Regions from separate parts of the Bos taurus genome. Here region 1 is linked to region 2. The links are chromatin contacts, called in public Hi-C maps. All regions are on one chromosome and are shown on one strand. The core of a region is the stretch at or near the end of the contact, and the rest is flanking DNA. Distances in the headings are between cores, read along the strand shown. Region 1 overlaps LOC107131356 (a long non-coding RNA gene). Region 2 overlaps LOC107131356 (a long non-coding RNA gene).

Region 1 (2,700 bases), core at 74-2,573, 74 kb before region 2:
TAAAGAATCCGCCTATCAATGCAGGAGATACAAGAGATGCAGGTTTGATCCCTAGAGGGGGAAATGGCCACCCACTCCAGTATTCTTGCCTGGAGAATCCCCATGGACAAAGGAGCCTGGCAGGCTGCGGTCTATGGGGTCACAGATTGGGACACGACTTAGCAACCTAGTGTGTGCGTGCCCACACACACACCCCCACACACCCACACATACCCACCCCTTTCCAGGGATACTTTTGCCCAACTTGGCGGCCACTTGAAGACCTACCTGCTTCATAAATGTGTGCTGAGCCTGACCTCTGCAAGAGTTATGGCCATTCAGCCATTCACTTGTTCACCCATACTGGTATATTAAGCACCTGTTTATGTGCGAAGTCCTAGAGAGTCCTAGGTACCCCGCAGAGAAGAAGTCCACACAGGACAGGTGAACGAGATGCCTGGAAACCACCTGAAGTTCTTATCATTAAACTTACCATTGAAAAGATAACACCACAACTTTCACTACAAACTGATAACAGCATAAAGAGTACACCTCCCAGAACTTTTACATTTTAACAGGGATCAAAGCTTTACTTCCAACTGCTTCTAATCAGGCAGCCCATGAGGGGAATTGTGGTTTGAGCCTTGGGATTTTTCCAGCTTATATGGCTTTTTGAGCGGCAGGGTTAAAGGTGGGGACTGGCTCTGATAATATTCCTCCCAGGAAAGTAGCTTTAAGAAACCCTACTGCAGAGGAAAAATTGGCTAGATATCCCACAATGGAAAAGAGCTCTTGTAATTTTACCTTTTCGAGGGGCTAGAGAGGTAGTATCGCCTAGGGGAGGTGCACAGGGCACCGTGCTGTTGGTCATTGGGCAGGTCACTTACCCTCTCGATGCATCTACAAACAGGTAGGGTAATGGTAATAGTGCCCCCCTCAAAGAACTGTTGAGGGTCAGAGAAGTTAATATATACAGAGCATTTAGAATTGTGCCTGCCATCTGTTAAAGTTAGCTATTATTTCTTTTAGCTCTGTGTTTTTGCGATGTGTTGATTTTCTGAGAAAGTGTAGGGGACATACAGGAAGAGTGGTCAGAAGATAGTTCAAGCGAGGATGGTCACTTCCTTCTTTCCCCTCCTCACACTCCCCACCCTCCTACCCCACAGACCCTGGAGCTGTTTTGTGAGGCAGTAACGTCATATTTGAATGTATGACCTTGAAAATTTCTGATTAAGTAGTTCTGGGCAAAGTTCTGCTGGTTGGAAAATAAATCAGGCCTCCCACACATACCTGCTCAGCCAAGAATTTGTTTGCCCCGGGAACCGTGGGTAGGCGGGGATGGAAGCAAGCACACACCCAGGCTTATGTGAACTCTGGTCTGGCTGGGGACCATGGTGTCACCCTTCTCCCTCTGCTCACCAGTGATTTCTAGTCATTGCTTTTCATTCTCAATTCTAGAGAAAGAAATCTTTTTATTTTCAAAAATTGCTTTTCTTCCTCTCTCCTTTCTCTGACTCCAGGGAACTTCCACTCCCCCCTCCCTGCTTGCTTGTTCTCTAACGTTTGGCTCTTTATCTGCCCTTTGATACTGCACTTGTACAGATTTCTCCCAAGCCCAGGCAGTGAGCATGCAGTGTAAGATGATGGACCTTAGGGCTCCCTGCATGGATCCTGAGTTTCAGGGTATGGGGCAAGGCCCTGGAAATGTCCCAGAATTTACTGTTGGTTCTTGTAACCAGGAAGAGAGGCTTCCTGCCTTTGCAGTGGGGCGTATCACAGGCTCTCCTGCTGGCTGTCTCCTATCTCACGGAGAAGTCCTCTGCACTTCCTTCTATAAAAGGAAAGGGGACAGCAGTTCATATGCAAATACTGCACCACCCACTGCAAGGCGGCCAGGCCTCTGGGTCAGAGGCTGGTCAGTTGTCCCATAGCAGCTGCATTTGGCTGGGTAGATATCCGCAGAGCCCAGACCTGTCCTGTTTCCACCCAGGGCTGCAGCACAGGGGAGAAGAAGGTGGGGGTAAGGGAAGCCGTGAGGGAGGCAAGGGTGGGAATGTGTTCATAGGCGTCTGTGGGGGGAGGGGATGTCAGGCTGATGCATGGTTTCAGGTGTGGGTTCACCTGTGCCGTCTGTTCTTTGGGAAAGGTGCTAATGTGGTTTACAGAACTCCTCCCAAAGAGAAATTATGGTCATTAGCAATGGTGCTGTAGTTCCCAGATGTATTCATCTGCCTGTCACTCCCCTGAGATGTCCTTTCATGCTGACCACAGAGCACAGAATTGTCTTGTTTTGAGAATTCGCCAGTAGCAGGGTAAAGAGCAGATTAACTTGGGTGTAGACTCTTTACTGAGAACTAATGGTAAAGGCTTGCATGAATTAGGAAAAGTTGGGAGAGGGAGTTCTCTTTCTGGTGAGCAGAGCTCTGCCATAAAGGCTTACAGAGTCTTGCAGTAGTGGTCCTGTACTTGCTTTTGTGATGCACTTATTCCACACTTGAGGAAAATGACATGGGCACATTTTTTGCAGGCTTCCCAGTAACCATGAAAGATTGTTTTTTTGTTTTTTTTTTTATATGCAAACTTTGGGGGAAATTATTTGTATTATTAAATAGCATATGTAAATATATTTACTTAGATGCAAAGTAAAAGTTAAATACTGGGACTATTGCTGCTAAAACAGCGACTAACAATAATTAGGTCAAAACACACCTAAAGGGATTT
Region 2 (2,700 bases), core at 69-2,568:
GAATATAATACACAGATGGTTTTATTAAATTTTGCACATATATTCTTTGTGTTTATCTTGAGTGTTCAAAAAATGAGAAATACAGACGCTAGAGTAGAAATGTCAGTGTTGCTACATTAGAAATTGAGGGCTTAGTGGTGCTGTATAACAGATAACGTGAACACATTAGATCTGTTTATTTTTCTTCTTCAGCCCCATTAAGTGGAAGCTTGTGCTTTTCTCCTCCTGCCTTCATGAGCTCCTCCACTCCCGTGCCCCCCTATTCGTACCTAAATAGAAGCACATTAACAGCCTGAAAATAAAGGGCAGGCTTTTTTTTTTTTAAGCTCATCTCTTAGCAAAATGTCTACTCGTCCCGTCAGAAAACGAGCTCTGACGTTTAAGATGGGATAAAAGCAGTTTTTCTTAGTTTGCCCAGTTGTCAAGAAACTCTTCTCTGAAGTGATCAGGTTTGGTTAAAGACAAGAGAAATACAAAAGGTCATATTTTAGCCCTTCACGGTTGGTTTTCAAGGGGTGCTTTGGTGCAAAAATCACGTGGTCAGTATTCATGTGACGGTGTTACGATACGTGTTTTTCTGCCCCCATCACAAATCTGAAAATGTTCTCTCTCCTCACAGACCATGGGGATGGCACCCGGAGGCTGTGCCTTTGGTGTTCTCAGCACCCAGGGTGGGGAAGATGGTTTCCATATTTGAAATCTAGGGACAAACAAAAAAATAACTCTTTTTTTCCTTGAAGGGTTAATGCCCTAAACAGCTTCAGATTGGTTCACTTGAATCTTAAAATTACTTTTCTGGTCACGCGCACGGAAGGTCTAAGCATTTGTGAAATGTCTTTTTTTTCTCCTGATGCTGTTCTCTCTTGGCTGTCTTAATTACACAGGGGTTGAGAAACCAAATTAAAATTAGGCGTGGCTGGTAAACAGCGATCACGTTGCCTGCTCTTAGCTCCGCAGGCTTGTTGGAGTTACTTCTCCTCCCCGTCGTGCTTTCCTCCCCACTTTCTTTTTTTCTCCAAAGGAAATATCATAAGCTCTTTTAGAAATACTCACAGGAAGTGAGTATCCATATGCTGGTTACTCGCCGGCAGCTGAGCGTTGACAGGTGGAGAAGTGTTGCTGCCATCGCTCAGATTTCTTTGAACCTTTGCGCCGGAGCAGGGGAATATTCAGGGCGTACAGACCGAAGGATTTTTGTGTACTGAGAGAGTTACAAGAGGAAATTGGTCATCGCGCGTCATCTTGGTGGTGGTGATTCAGGAAGCTGTGATGGGGGGTCTGCAAGGCACGTGGCTGCCGCCGGCGCTGAGGTTTCTGCTCACTTCTCAGAGGGCGGGCTGTCTTCTAAAAATTAACGCTCCCTCCACTGCCAGTGATTCTTCTGCAGTGAGTCACTTCCAGAAATGAATAGCCACGGTTTTTTTTTGGAATGAATGTTGTGAAATCCCTCGTTTATAATGGCAGGTTTTCAGTTGGTGGTTTTATCAGAGAGAATGTCTCAAGATCAAAACGAAACCTCCTCTTTAAAAGGAAAGAAAGTACTCTCGATACAGAAAGCAAAAGTACTTCCAGTCTCCTCCTGACGCGCTGTCGCGGAAGGTCTGTGTGCCTGCGTGTGGCGACACACGCCCGAGTATTAGTACTTGCCTACACTGTAGGAGTCCTTGGAATTACGGATTCGTTGCTAGTAGCTGATTGATCTCCTGTGAAGAAGGTCGCTAACTACAAGAAATGTTACGTGTGGTGAGTAGGTGGTGGATTCTGAAGATTGTTGCTAACCCAGGGCTCATCCTCTTTTGAGTCATGGATTCAGAGGACTGCTAGCAAGCTCTTAAATACTTCTGCTTTGTATGATTTAGTGGATGGAACTGCAGGACTCATAGAAGCCTGTGAAAGGTTTTCAGAACATGGATTAATTGAATAATCGTTGAATCTTTTGAATATACTAGTCCCTTTGAGGAAGAAAGGCTATTTTACTGACGGAAGCCATTTGTAAGGGGCTTTTAAAAGTTTAAAAAGCCCAGTTACTGCAGTTACTGCCCATCTGTATTTATTTTAACTATCACTCCCATTTTCTTGTGTGAAGGAAATGACTATATGGTTTCAACAAAGAAAAAGTTTTGCCAACTCTTTTTAACTGAAGAAACTTCATCCACGTGTTACTCCTAACTGGATTTTTGTCTTCCTGACTATCTGCAAGGGGAAACTACCCCATGAAGGATACTAACCCTTCTGGCAGTATCTGTGATGTGTCTCATTCAGAACCCAGTGGGCTCTCCACAGATGATTGGCAGTACTTTTATCTAGAGGGGAAAGAGAAGGAATCCAGTTACTGGAAACAGTGAGTGCAGCTTCAGAAATTGTTGTCTCTCCCGAGTGGAGAAGTTGTTTGACCTCCTGACTCATTTCATAGGAATTGGAGAAAACAACCTAGTGTGGTTTTCATTGTTAGTCCTGGAGGATTCCAAAATCTGTGTGTCTGCAAATGAGATGAGCTGGAGAAAGGTAGTGTTGGCACTTGCTGTTTCTACTTGCCTGCTCTCCTAATGGAATTCAGTCCCTTGCCTCCAGACAAGTCCAGCCTGTTCCTGGGGATCCCTTGTGTGGCCTTTCAGTGGTGAGTACTGATGGCAGCAGTTTCTGATTTTTGTGGGTTTTTGCTTCTCCGTTTCTAAAGAGCATTTTATCCAAGGACACAGT

What was found. Hi-C and Micro-C count contacts between places; a contact is called where the count stands out from the background.
Region 1: a Hi-C map of an unstated tissue shows a contact between it and region 2, with 2.2 times the contacts expected there. The contact joins two enhancer-like sites. A contact is called at or near these places in 2 of 11 Hi-C or Micro-C datasets (liver and an unstated tissue).

The regions. Positions count from the first base shown.
Region 1 is chr4:94,741,579-94,744,278 of ARS-UCD2.0, reverse strand. All of the region lies in intron 4 of LOC107131356 (a long non-coding RNA gene), which reads left to right. Among named protein-coding and RNA genes, the nearest start is that of MIR29B-1, 110 kb to the right of the region's middle. Within about 2 kb of position 1,323, at least 51 of the 102 cell types and tissues checked have an H3K27ac peak or open chromatin away from gene starts, as enhancers often do. A contact at or near this core is called in liver, where this site is marked.
Region 2 is chr4:94,667,534-94,670,233 of ARS-UCD2.0, reverse strand. The region is part of intron 7 of LOC107131356 (a long non-coding RNA gene); the gene reads left to right. Among named protein-coding and RNA genes, the nearest start is that of MIR29B-1, 32 kb to the right of the region's middle. Within about 2 kb of position 1,318, at least 57 of the 102 cell types and tissues checked have an H3K27ac peak or open chromatin away from gene starts, as enhancers often do. A contact at or near this core is called in liver, where this site is marked.